Regions from separate parts of the Ovis aries genome. Here region 2 is linked to region 1. A link is a contact called in public Hi-C data. All regions are on one chromosome and are shown on one strand. Each heading gives the region's core, a stretch centred on a gene start, on an enhancer-like site or on the middle of the called end of the contact. The rest is flanking DNA. Distances are from core to core; before and after follow the strand shown.

Evidence for each region. Hi-C and Micro-C count contacts between places; a contact is called where the count stands out from the background.
Region 2: a Hi-C map of hypothalamus shows a contact between it and region 1, with 4 times the contacts expected there. The contact joins the promoter of ISLR2 here to the enhancer-like site in region 1. A contact is called at or near these places in 4 of 16 Hi-C or Micro-C datasets (hypothalamus, skin fibroblasts and tail adipose tissue).

Annotation. Positions count from the first base shown.
Region 1 is chr18:32,043,683-32,050,749 of ARS-UI_Ramb_v3.0, forward strand. No RefSeq gene overlaps it. Among named protein-coding and RNA genes, the nearest start is that of CCDC33, 20 kb to the left of the region's middle. Within about 2 kb of position 1,334, at least 9 of the 54 cell types and tissues checked have an H3K27ac peak or open chromatin away from gene starts, as enhancers often do. A contact at or near this core is called in hypothalamus, where this site is marked.
Region 2 is chr18:32,216,542-32,223,547 of ARS-UI_Ramb_v3.0, forward strand. It overlaps ISLR2 (immunoglobulin superfamily containing leucine rich repeat 2), which reads right to left and starts at 1,346. Exons shown (of 3, transcript XM_027957206.2): 1 at 1,127-1,346.

The DNA of each region.
Region 1 (7,067 bases), core at 84-2,583:
GCTTGGCTCAGCAGGAGGTGGGCTCAGGGTGTCTAGGGAGCGAGCAGGGAATGCTTACAAGTTGTTTGGAATTTGGAGAGTTAGCATGTTTGGGATGGCTTTAAAAAAATTATTTATTTATTGGTCTGTGTGGGTCTTAGTTGTAACATGTGAGATCTAGTTCTCTGACTAGAAATTGAACAGAGGTCCCCTGTATTGAGAACTCAGAGTCTTAGCCACTGGACCAGCAGGGAAGTCCCCTGGGATGACTCTTAATATCTCATTCTTCACCCTCACTCAAAAGCCTACCTCTTCCAAAGAAGGCTCCCTAGGCTGTTCAGAAGGGAGGTGAAGGCTTTCTTTAGCTCTGCCCAGGACTAACTCTGGACTCAAGGTCACACTCACAAAGGCCCTGACCCGGGTGGGTCCACTCAGGACTGGCACTTTGCACCTCTTGGACAGAATGGAACTTGAAAAGCCTGTGTCAAAATCAGGTGTCTTGAATGAAGGGAGGCAGAACTGACTGCCCTGAAGGCAGATCCAAGGGCACACTAGGGCACACCAGGACACACCAGGGCACACTAGGGCACACCAGGGTTCACTAGAGCAAGCACGGCCAGTAAGGGAAGAGGGGTGTGGGGTTGGGACAGGCAGGCCCAGGGCGGCAGGGAGCATCAGCGGTATCCTCCTGGAAGAGGGGGCACAGACCCTGTTCTCCTCCACTCCCTTCTCTGTTCCCAAGGTGATCCTTTCTCCAGCAAATGTTCAATTTCCTATTAGGCTCTGGAGGAAATCAGTGGCAGAATCGTTTCTGGGCTCTGGGGAGTGTGCTCAAGACCAGACACAGATTAATGACTCCTGGAATCAGGTGGTGCTGAGAGGCTCCTAGTCCAGATATAGGGGCTGAGAGCCGAGGGACACAGTCAATCGTGAGCCCACCGCTGTCCGCCAGGCTCCGCTTCTGCTGACCGCTCCCTGACGGCATATCCAGGAGTCACACACCCGTGACGGTGCCACGGCCACCCAGATGTGTGCTAGTGCAGTGAGGTGTCTTTCCACATTCTGCGGCTGTGTCTACAGTGTGCACATTGCCGTCTTTGCCCACTGCCGTGCTCCGTGGCTGTGCCTTCCTCTACGCCGGCTGTGTGATATCATTGTGTGGCTTGGGTCTATTGCTGTGCAACGACGCTCCACAGCCCCCTGGCCGTGGCCTATAGCTTGTCATTGTGTCTCTCGGTCACATGGCTCACTGATTGCTGTGTAATTTTGTTTGGTTGCTATGGAACCCATTGCTACATGCGCCCTGTCACAGAGCTGTGCACAGTTGCTACCCACCCACGGTCTAGTCCTTGTTCCTGGGCTCTGCTGGCTGCATGAATGCTTGTCTGGCTCCTGCGCTGGTCCTTCGAGGCTCTGGCTAAATGCTTGGAACTGGAGCTGGGGGCTGAGTCTCGGACTCAACCAAAGCAGAGGTGGGAATAATCAGCATGGTATATCTGTGCTGATAAGAGACAGAGAGAGACAGAACAATGATGCACTGGAGGACGGAGGCTGGGCTGGAGGGTAAAGGGAATGGAGCCAAAAGTTAGCATAGAATAGGCTGGAAGCTGGGCCTGGGACAGGATGAATGGGAAAGAGAGACAGGCAGGCCTGTTGCCTGAGTACTCTGAGTGTCTGAGGGATCCAGTGGCGTCAGGGTGGCCAAAGGGCCCAGGGCTGGATGTGTGGGCCTCTGCAGCCATCTGCTGTTCACTCAGCTGTGTGCAGGACACCCTGGGGTGGTGGAGTCAGAAAGCCTCGGGCAAGGGTCGTCCCACGGCTGGGCTTCCTCACTGACATCCTTTGCAAAATTAGGAGACTGTCCTGGATATTCTCTCTAAGGTTCTTTCTGATGCCCTTGTCCAGCTAGGAATTCTCTCACACGGTCCCAAAGCATTTACCTACATCTGTGTGGAACCAGGTCTGCCCTGGGCCCTGGAGCTCAGAGATGAGGAAGCCAAAGTGCTCTTAGTTCAAGTCCTGGAAGGTGGTGGCTGAGGGTACAGAATTCAACAGGAAGCTAGGGCGAGAAGCCAGTGCTTGAGACCTTGCCACATACCCAGCAAGGGGGAGGATAGAGGACTGAGTCCACCAACGAGGGTGCTGCGGTGATACCCAGAGAGGGCACGCTGGAATTAGTTCTCCATATAGGCCCAGCTCACAACACCTCTGACAGGGTACAGGGCAGCCCTGAGCCCCCTTGTTCATACTCAGAGCCTCCTCACATCCTGCCTTAGTGCCCTCGGGCCACTTATTTCCCCCCCTACCCCCTGTCAGTCATGATATTTATTCAACCCCTCGCTCAAAAAGGGTTCCTCCTGGTGGCTAGCTTTGACTTCTCAAGTGCAATATGGACTCATCTCCACAGCTTAATGCTTTAGAGAGGGTCAAGACTAGCTGGCCACTATCCAAGTTATTATCCTTCAAGTATTAGGGGACATTAAATATATATATAAATAAAATGTTTAAATTTGCCCACCGATTGGATCCATCCTATATGTAAAGGCCCTTTCCCCTCAGCTCTGATTTTTTTTTCACCTTCTTACCCCCATCATTGCCATTAACACCAATGCATTTTGTATGCAGTATGAGAAGTCCAGCTCAGCTCATTCCAACACTTTCTATTAATAAGTCATACCCTCCCCAACCAAACACAAAGACCATACTAAAATTATCTCTATCTTTGCGCACGGGGGCTAAGTTGCTTCAGTCGTGTCCGACTCTTTGTGAGCCTATGGACCACAGACTACCAGGCTTCACTGTCCATGGGATTCCCCAGGCAAGAATACTGAAGTGGGTTGCCATTTCTTCTGCCAGGGGATCTTCCTGACTCCACGGATTAAATCCGTGTCTCTTATGTCTCCTATATCGCTAGTTCTTTACCACTAGCACCACCTGGGAAGCCCCCATCTCTATCTAATTTCTCTCAAATAATCCAGAGCCACTGACTCCAACTCAGACCTCGGATCCTCTGCCAAGCAGAAATGTTCACCAGACTCCAAACCAGAGAGGGCTGCCATGCACAGTACCCGGAGTGGGGCCCATACGGCTCCCTCCTTGGTCCTACTGGCCCAGCACCCAGTTCTACTCCCTGGGACAGTGTGAGGTCTGCATCCAGCAGTAAGCGGGGCCTCACTGGGTGATGACAGAGGCTTGGCTGGCTCAGCATCCCCGAGGAGACCCCCGGAGCTGGAGGGGTGAGGGGAGGAGAGTGCCCTGGAGGGGTGAGGTCTCTGCAGGGCGAGACCAGGGACGGAATGCCTTTGCCTTTCTCCTTCCTCCCAGTCTGCCTTTCCCCTCCTGTGGCGCCTTCCCTTTTCCTTTCTTCCCTGTTTCCCCTCCTCCTTTCTCCCCTGCACATCCTCTGCTCAGAGACACAAGAGGGGTGTCACGAGGCCAGGCTGTGGGGGCAGCAGGCATTGGATTATTCACACTACCCAAAGTCTCCAAAGTCAGGCCTGAATCTTTATTTTCAACCCAGCTGATGGGTGGGCTGGCAGGTCAGGCCTGAGAGTCGCTTTCCCAGGGGGCAGAGGTGAAAAGAGTGAATGTAGAAGATGGCCTGAGTGCTCTGGGTCTCCAGGGAGGGCGCCATTGGGGGTGGGCAGGGGCACTCCACGTGGGGGCATCCTGGCACACCCAGTGGACAGCTCCCTCCCTATTGGTCTGATGGGACGTGTTCCAGGAAGGGGCAGAAGTGCCAGGGGAAGATGCGGAGGCTGTCGGTGGCGAGGGGTAAGTCCTGGGAAGAGGAGGCCCAGGGCTCCCCTAGGGGCCGGTGGCCTCGGCTCGGGCCTTTCCTCAGTGTTTTCCAGAGCAGTGTTCCCCATGGGATGCTCTGGGGGAGAAGGGAAGAAGCCACGTGTGATTTCACCCATGGTGGCTGGGGCAGGACTTCAGTGGGGGCCCTGGACAGTGCTGTCTTTCCGGCGGCCAGTCTGGAGCTTTCCGCCTCAAGGGGCTGGGGCTGGGACTGGGCCATGACCCCTCATCCAAGGAAGCCATCATTTCAGCCACCTGCACCATCCCTCTCCCAGTGTCTGGTCAACAGGAAGCCAGACCAATTCCCGGGACTAAGGGCAGAGACTCTGTGACCCAAGACAGAGTCTCCTTTTCTCTGAGCCCCAGTTTCCTCTTTCGAAAGTTCAAACTCTCAGGGGCTTCCCATTACCCAGAGGGCGAGCTCCCAAGGAAGTTCTGTGTTGATGGCAGCTTGAGTCAGAGGAAGGAACCCGGCCTTACAAGTGTGGCAGGGGTTTGTTTGGGAAGAAATCCCTGGTGTGTGTGTGCTCAGTCGTGTCTGACTCTTTGCAACCCCCTGGACTGTAGCCCGTCAGGCTCCTCTGTCCATGGAATTTTCCAGGCAAGGATACTGGAGTGGGTTGCCATTTCCTCCTCCAGGGGAATCTTCCTGACCCAAGGATCAAACCCAGGTTTCCTGCCTTGCAAGCAGATTCTTTACCACTCCGCCACCTGGGAAGCACAAATGGGAGTTCCATTCAAAAGGAAAAGAGACTAGGTAAATGAAGAATTCACCCGTTTAGGGCGACTCACACACAGAAGGAGCCTAAAGGGAAGCTCCACTGGCCACCTAGGAGTGAACAGCCCACAGGTGGCTGGCAAGCCCCTTCCCCAGGCCCAATCCCCACTCTGGCCCTCCTAGCCTGGCTCAGAGGGGAGACATTCACCGTTTCTCGGGACACTTTGGGCACCTGAGACTTGGCCTCTGTTTCCTGCCAAGTGGATGTGATGGACCCAATCATGCAGCTCACCGTGGCCTTGGACCAGAACTCACGGATGACACCCAGCTTCTCATCTAAAATCTTGGGGTCCAGGACAGGCAGGCCTTTGCTGTAGTTTGGTGTCAAGTTTTCCGGCCTTTGTGGAGAGAAGGTGCAGAGACGTGGCTCTGTGACTTTTCTACCATAACCGTGCCATTCCACACCCCCAAGCCACTCCTATTCTTGGCTCAGGAGGCCTGCATGCCTGGCCCCTGTCTACCTCCGACCACCTGCCTCCTGCTCACTGCGCCCTAACCACACTGTCCTTGCCTTTCTTCCAACAAGGAAAACCCTGCCTGAAGCTCTTTCTCGCTTCAGGGCCTTTGCATCTGCTGTTCTCTCTACCTGGAGAGTCCCTTACGTCTTTACATGGCTATCCACTTCTCATCATTCAGGTCTCAGCCCAGATGGGCTCTTCTAAGAGAGGCCCTGCCTTGGAGATAGAGGCCCATCCCACCTAAAGTAACCCTTCCTCCAATACATTCTATCCACACTATCCCATTTTACTGTCTTCACAGTATTTACCAGAAAATTCACTTTCAAAAAATGTATTTACTTGTTGACTGTCTGCCTCCCTCCTCCACTCTCCACACTAGAATGCAAGTTACTAGTGAACAGGGACCCCATTTATCCCTAGTGTCTGCCTGATTGTAGGTACTCAAGAAGTATTTGTGGTTTTTTAGTATTTATTCTATTTATTTGGTGTGCTGGGTTTTAATTGTAGCACATGGGATCTTTGATCTTTGCTGCAGGGTGTGAGATCTTTAGTTGTGGAATGTGGGATATAGTTCTCTGACCAGGGATCACACCCAGCCTCCTGCATTGGGAGCAAGGAATCTTAGCCACTGGACCACCAGGGAAATCTAAGAAATATTTGTTGAAAGAATAAATAAATTGTGGCATCTGTGACTCCAACCCTTGGTGTAATAACAACAGATTTGAAAACCTCTCTGCTCCTTTGACACCCTTTGCTTTGTAGACTTGCTTTCCTTTCCATCTCCTCATCTCACCCTCTCATCTTCTCTTCTCTGATGGGCCTCTTTCTCCATCCATGTTGTTTTTCCTAATTCTCTTCTTCCTCCCTTGGCATGACTAATACTCTCATCTCTGCTTATCCAGAATTTAACCCCACTCAAATACCAGCCCCTCCAGGAAACCTTGAGAGTCCCTTGGACAGCGAGGAGATCCAAGTAGTCAATCTTAAAGGAAATCAACCCTGAATATTCATTGGCAGTGCTGAAACTGAAGCTCCAACACTTTGGCCAACTGAAGCAAAGAGCTGATTCATTGGAAAAGACCCTGTTGCTAGGAAAGATTGAGGGCAGGAGGAGAAGGGAGCAACAGAGGATGAGATGGTTGGATGGCATCACTGACTCAATGGACATGAGTCTGAGCAAACTCAGGGAGACAGTGAAGGACAGGGAAGCCTGCTATGCTGCAGTCCAAGAGGTTGTAAAGAGTTGGACATGACTTAGCAACTGAACAACAGCAACGACCAGCAACAACCCTTGATGGCCTCCACCCACACTTGCTCGAAGCTTTTCTGGCTTCTCCCAGCCCAGCAGCTGGCTTTTCTGCTCTCACAAGCATGTATGTTAAGTCAGTTGTGTCCAATTCTTTGCGATGCTATGGACTATAGCCCACCAGAGTCCTCAGTCCATGGGATCCTCCGGGCAAGAACACTGGGGTGGGTTGCCGTGCCCTCCTCCAGGGGATCTCCCCAACCCAGGGACTGAACCTGCATCTCTTGCACCTCCTGCACTGGCAGGCAGGTTCTTTACCACTGGCGCCACCTGGGAAGCTTTCTGCTCTCACATTTTCCTCCAATTCTAGGTTTATTTGCCACTTTTGTTTTTCTGGCAAAACTTTAAGTTGCTCAAGCTTAGGGATATGTCTCATTCTCCCTTTGGGGAGAGATTACTTGAAAGCTCTGTTGAAAATCCATGTTAGCCTCCAAAATGTGCCCACTGTTCAAAGAACTGTGTAGTCAGTCTGAAGTTTGTAGGGACCTCAACAGTGACTCACTTCCACCCTACTTCAGCTGTTGGAATCCTGTCTTGGCCACACAGTAGAGAAATTATTTCACTGTCTAGAGTGTTGTGCTAGGAGCAAATTGAACAACGGGCACCATGCCAACCAGGACAAATGTGCTCAGCGTTAGACATGCCCGAATGTCTGACCCTGAGCAAAACAGAATGAATGCAGGTGGTCCTCTCTTTAAGTGGATGCTCTGTATGAAAGCCCACACATATGGACCAGTTGAATTAC
Region 2 (7,006 bases), core at 96-2,595, 170 kb after region 1:
TTGGGGCTTCTGAGATCAATCTTCTTATTTGAATTCGAGCATTTTAATGAGCTGAGTAGGTGGGGGAGAGCGACGGGTGAGGAGGGCTGCATCTAAAGAGATCACCCCACCAGGGTTTCCGAGGAGGCTTTGTAAATTAAATATGAACAGACTGCTCCATGCATACTCCGCATCCTTTCCTCTCGCCTATTCCTGCGGTCGCTACAGGCAGCCCTGATGGGACCAGCGCATCTCATTAACCCAGAATTCAGAACCCTGAACTTCACTCCACTTGCCTGTGTCTGTAACCCCTACAGACGCCTCCGGGGAAGGCGATGGGGGCACCCAGAGGGAGAAGGTGTCTTCGAGGAGGGAGGAGGGGTAAGGGGCAGCAGGAGCAGGTCCCTAGTTCAGGAGTGAGTGGGGGGTGGTGGCTGGCTAGGTGGGGGAATGGCGCCGGCCAGCAGGCCTGGCACAGCTTCTTTGTCTGCACAGCAAGGGAGGTTTCCTGGATGTACAGTCTGAGCGTCTTGGGAATCTTGAAGGGCAATTTCAGGAGCCTTGGTCGAATAAGAGGGATCTGGGGAGACGGGGCCCTGCAGCCAGGTTGGAGAATAGAGTCCTGGATGGGGGGTCCTGGAGACTTTCTTTGGCAGGGGGAGGGGTGCCTGGCTTAAAGGCAGTGACCTAGACTCAGGCTTGGAAGCAGGTGACTTGTGGACCAGTTTTCACTCCCTCCCCCCGTTTTGGTTCTTTTTGCCTTGGGCTAGGAAGCTTAAGGGGAGGCAGGGATGGAGTAACTCGGAAGGGTTGAGGACTGAAAGATAGAAGCCGGGGAATGGAAGGAAAAATGACCTCTCTCTCTTTCCGCAGAAGAACTTCCCTCTACCGCGGGGACTCGCCCCACCTGGGGACCTCTGGGGCCCGCGAGCCAAGAAAGACCCCCTTCCTTGTTCTTTTGCCAGGGATGCAGAAGCCAGGGGAATTTGGCAGGGAGACAGGGCTCCAGGCGCCTGGAGGGGGGCTAAGGGCGCAGTAGCCACCCAGGAGAGGGAGTCAATTCCCGCGGACCCTCGCAGCTCCCACCCACTCTCCTGCAAGCGCTTTTGTTCCCCGAGCCTGCCTTGGGAGAAAAGACAACCCTTACCCCCGCCTTGAACCCTGAAGAGTTCAGTGCCCGCCCGGGCAGGGCTGGCGCCCGAGTCGCCCCGGGGCAGAGTCCGCCGAGGTCTCGGTTGGGAGCTACGATTCCAGACTCAGCCTCCGAGCTCCTCTTGGAGAAGGCTGTGCGTATCTCCACCGGCGCCGCCAGGCGCGCAGGAGCCAGCCTCTCTAATGTTGGTAATGTGGATGATGGTACAGTTACTGAAGGGCTGGAGAACCGGGAGCGAAGATACCACCCCCACCTCCGCCTACGTCTTTTACGGTTAAAGAAACAGACACTTAATTAGGTGCGTGGAAATAGGGGAGAGAAGCGGTACAAGTTTCCAAGACGCCAGCGTGAACGGCCCAGGTTTGAAATCTGCAGAATCTAGGCTAAGGTTTTTGGACCAGGCTGCGGTGCCGACCCTAGATAACCCAGAGAGGGTAACTCGAGCTCTGGGCAGCTTTTTGTGGACTTTTAACTGTGACCTTGCCGACCCTCACGGTTCCGAGGGTAGGGTGACTTGAGACCCCCTGGATCCCGGCACTAAGCTACCCGGATTCTGTCTATTCAAAGCTCGAGCCCAGCCCTGGTTCGCGCGCGCCCCCTGCTGGAAACCGCCTGCCAGGCTCAGAGGCGCGGGGCAGCGGCTGGGGTACCTTGGGCCGGGAGGTTCTGAGGCTCGAACCTGGGCCGGGACCGAAGCCTGCGCGGCTCCCGGTTCTGCATCCCGCGGTGCGACATTCCGAAGTGGGACATGCTAACCCAAGCACCAAAGCTTTCGTCCCCATGCCCACCACTCAGTGGACGTCCCAGGAATCCACAGCCTCTTCACCCGCCCCCTCGCCCCCCCCCCCCCGCACAACACAGGCACAGTCCCCACTTTGCACCCCGCTGTTTCCCACGCCCAGGGCACAATTGGCACCCTCTGGATATTCGGTGAGCAACGAAGAAGTTTAGTTCTCCTGGGATGAAGCCACCCTGTACTCCTCCCCTACCTTCCCTGTGCAGGCTAAGTGCTTTCTCTTTGAGTCCAGTACCCAGGCTTAGACTGGAGAAGAGAATGGCAACCCACTCCAGTACCCTTGCCTGGAAAAATCCCAAGGATGGAGGAGCCTGGTAGGCTACAGTCCATGGGTCGCAAAGAGTCGGACACGACTTAACAACTAACACACACACACGCCTAGAAGGCCAACCTTAGGTCTTCTGATTTTGCCAGACCTATAAAATGCCTGTATCTGAAAAAGAAAATCTCTCTCAGGCTCTAAGAAGGAAATAGAAAACTGCAGAGTTGGAAGTAGTAGACGTTTGATGGAATTTTTGGGACATATAACACTGTGCAGACCATTCCACCGCAACTGCACGCAGAGGTGAACACGCCCTTGTATTTATTTACTGCCTTCCTAAAGAAAAGCTCAATGCTTTTTAAAGGAAAAGAACAAAAATCCAAACTTCCATAATGGGCAGTGTCCAATCAAAACTTACTGTACATGTAAAGAAGGTGGATATAGGACCCATAACTAAGAGAAAAAAATAAGTCAACAGAAATAGAAACCACAGAGATGATGGAATTAGCAGACAATGACTTGGAAATCATGCCCTTGTATTTAATGTGACAGGCAGGCGATTTAATGAAAGAACAAGGGTCTCTGAGAGTAAGAAAGACAGAACCCAGAAGGGCATCAAGTATCTGCAGCGTAGCAGCCTATTCAGGAGACCCTTCCCACTTGCCCTCCAGCCAAAATCTCTTAAACACACAGCTTCCCACCTTTCAGCTTCTGTAGTCCTTGCTTATAAAGTCACACCACCACCACCCCCAGCCTGTCCCCAACCTTGGCTCAGATGATAAAGAATCTGCTGGTAATGCAGGAGACCTGGGTTTAATCTCCCTGACCTGCGTCAGGAAGATCCCCTGGAGAATGCATGGCAACCCACTCCAGTATTCTTGCCTGGAGAGTTCCATGGACAGAGAAGCCTGGTGGGCTACAGTCCTTGGGGTCCAACAAAGAGTTGGACACAACTGAGCGACTAACACGCTTCAGTCCCAACTTGCATCTCTCCTTCTCCTCATACACACTCTACATAGTGGTTAGGAGGGAAGGTGCTATCATCTGACTTCACCATGTATGTACTGTGTGACCTTGGCCAAGTTACTTAACCTCTCTGTGTGGAGTGGGGGGAGTGGAGTGGAGGGTATAAATAAGAATAACTTTTTATTGGGTTGCTGTGAGGATTAAATGAGTCAATGCATGCAAAACACTGGCACTTAGGTGGTGCTCAGAAATGAGCTATTCCTCCCCTCCCAACAATAGCTAGAATGAATATCATTATTATCCTATAGCACTGGGTACAGGGATGATGAGATGTGCCACTGAGCATGCTCCTATATGCTTGTGTACTTCTCTCCAATAGGAAGAAGGGCCTTGGCCCTCCCCCCAAAATCTCTCTTCACTCCTCCTGTACCTCCCACACACCATGGCATAGGTAAAAATCAGAATTGCTATTATTATTATTTGTAAAATCTTCTAATCTCAGATGCTTAAACCCAGGTTCTCATATTTGCAGCTGTCACCAGCATGCCTGTTTGGGAACAGAGACCTGCAGCTGCAGGCTTGGAGAAAGGTTTTTAATTAAAACCACAATCTGTTTAAGTATTTATTGGGCTCTGTGACTTTAATTATTTTCTAGGGAAAAACAGAAAAATCCACATTTGCATATGGGAAGACTGTTGATTTCAGAGGAAAGTAGCAACCTGTGGCAGTTTGCTGGAGGCAACTGGGAGGAATTTCCTGAATGGTTCAAATGAAGCTCGACATTATTAATAAGCTGGAATCCAGTTCATGACCTTCCTCCCAGTGCTTTCATGAAATTAGCTTAACTTGCTGGCAAGGCGCTTTATTGCCATCAAAATTAACGACAGCTTTTCCAGTGGCATCTCATGTAATTATCTGAGTCTGTGCTTGTCTCACCAAAGATAGGAAACTCCCACCTGGAAGACACAACACGCCTGCCTGGGCAACATGCTTAGCTATTCTACCTAGTCCAGACATGACTGGAACCCCCAGAGCTGGAGTCCTGGGCAGCCAGTCTCTCCGTGGCAGGGGGAAGCAGGGGCAGGGAGGCCAGGGAATAATTTATGATGCTTCCATCTGCAGACAACAGAATGCCCATCTTCAGTTCAGTTCCATTCAGTTCAGTTGCTCAGTCATGTCTGACTCTTTGCGACTCCATGAATTGCAGCATGCCAGGCCTCCCTGGCCATCACCATCTCCCGGAGTTCACTCAAACTCACACCCATCGAGTCGGTGATGCCATCCAGCCATCTCATCCTCTGTCGTCCCCTTCTCCTCCTGCCCCCAATCCCTCCCAGCATCAGAATCTTTTCCAATGAGTCAACTCTTCACATGAGGTGGCCAAAGTACTGGAGTTTCAGCTTCAGCATCATTCCCTCCAAAGAACACCCAGGACTGATCTCCTTTAGAATGGATTGGTTGGATCTTCTTGCAGTCCAAGGGACTCTCAAGAGTCTTCTCCAACACCACAGTTCAAAAGCATCAATTCTTCGGCACTCAGCTTTCTTCACAGTCCAACTCTCACATCCATATGTGACTACTGGAAAAACCATAGCCTTGACTAGATGGACCTTTGTTGGCAAAGTAATGTCTCTGCTTTTGAATATGCTATCTAGGTTGGTCATAACTTTCCTTTCAAGGAGTAAGCGTCTTTTAATTTCATGGCTGCAATCACCATCTGCAGTGATTTTGGAGCCCCCCAAAATAAAGTCTGACACTGTTTCCACTGTTTCCCCATCTATTTCCCATGAAGTGATGGGACCAGATGCCATGATCTTCGTTTTCTGAATGTGGAGCTTTAAGCCAACTTTTTCACTCTCCTCTTTCACTTTCATCAAGAGGCTTTTTAGTTCCTCTTCACTTTCTGCCACAAGCGTGGTGTCATCTGCGTATCTGCCCATCTTAAAGTGTGTTAAACTATTACGTGCATCATCTCACAAACAGGAAGCAGGTCTGGCTTCAGGGCTGGCTGATTCAGTAGTTCAATGACGTTGGCAGGCTTGGGTTCTTCTGTCTCTTCTCCCATTCTCCACAGGGCTTCAACTTGAGCCTCATGTCCCTCAGCGTCATTGGAGGGCTTTGGCAGAAGCTGGGGTAACATGCTTATCAGTAGCAGGCCCCGGAAGAGAGAGACTGGAGATATTGCCTCTCCTTAGGTCTTATGGACACATATTGGCTTAGGACTCTCCATCTTTGAGCCAGTCACTGGCAAAGGGGATAGGATTGATTGGCTTAGAGTAATCATCTAGTCCTGAAATAGATGTTGAGGAGTCAGTCCCAAGATTCACTACAAGCAAGAAATCTCCTTTCAATGGAAGTTGGGGAATTACATGATCAGAGTAATCTAACATTGTGTTAAAATGAATTGAGGTTGACATAATTATGATGAACCAAAGTAGATACCTTTTATCTGGAAATAAGACCAGATTATGTCCACAGATTGTGACCAGGGTCAAGGCTCAACCTGTGACCAGGATCAGGGAGCTCTCTTGAGCAGGCATACAGACTAGAGGATTCTCTGCTTTCATAGAATTCTTGAAAGGATAAAAATCTGTTCTTGGAAATGCCAGCGCTGGATCCAAAGCTATTTTGGGAGCCGTGGAAGTTTCAGTCGTTAGTTGGGTATTTATGAACAGGAGATGTTTCTGAATTCAAAGACTGTTCCTATATGACTTCACATCCTGAACATGTCACTGGGTCCCATGGCAGGGGAGAGAGGCATTTTACTGTCGAGGTGGAAAACAGGAGGAAGAATTCTGCTGGTCTTGTGAAGAACGCGGAGGTGGCACAAAGGTGCCAGCTTCACAGATTTGCTGTGTGATCTCAAGCAGCTCCTCGGCCTCTCTCATTCTAAGCCTCTACCGTTGGGAAGGTAGAAGAATGGGCTAGAAGAGCTCGGAGGCCCTTCCAGGGCCACTGTCTGGGGTGCTGCTGCTTAAGAAGCAAGCTTGCAGGTTGAATTGAGGCCTCTAGGGGGCGTCTGCCAGGGCTTCCTGCAGGAGAGGCTCTTCATAAAGTCTGGGGACCACCTCTTGCCCTCCTCCTTCATGCCCCCAGACAGGTTTTTTGTTCCTCTCCCACCACACTGCAGCCCACCTCATCTCTTGAGGCCATCAGCATCCCTGCGCCCAAGAGCTCACCCTTCCCCAGAGTGCTTGCTGTCCACAACTCTGTAGGCAGGGGGATTCCTGCTACAAAACACTTCCTGAAGGTCCTTCACATGGTAGGAGTCTGGGGGCAGAGGGCGTGATATGATTAGAGATTAAATCCAATCAGTGAATATTTCAAGAGCATGGCAGGTAGGCTCAGGAAGAAAGGCCAAGGTTGCTAGGGACTCCCTGGCTGGTGGGGTGGGGTTGGGAGTTGGGATGCAGAAGGGATTCCAACTCTTCCAGCAGCTGAGGCCACTCCTCTCTGTTCTGGGGCCCTCAGCTCTCTCTTGCCTGGCGTTATCAGAGGACTTGGAGAGAAGATCTCAATAAATATGTTGTCAGAGACTCTCTGCCCCCCCCCCCAACCCAGTGTGGTCTCTGGCAGAGCCCACAAGGGCAAGCAAGGCCCAGGGAACCTCTGCCACCTCCATCCCTCAGACTCAAAGCTCCTGGAGGGTCACCCAGGGTCTCTGCATCTGCTGTCCCCATCAAAGCCCATGGGGGTCATGTGGCAGCATGGACTAAATTGAATTTCCTCCTGGGAATCTTAAGTCTCCTGTGGCCAGCAGGCTTTTCATTTGTTTCTGAATATGGTTTCCTAGAGAGCAGAATGGAGACAGGGATTCGCACCCCAGTGATCCATTAAGGAAATGCCTCAG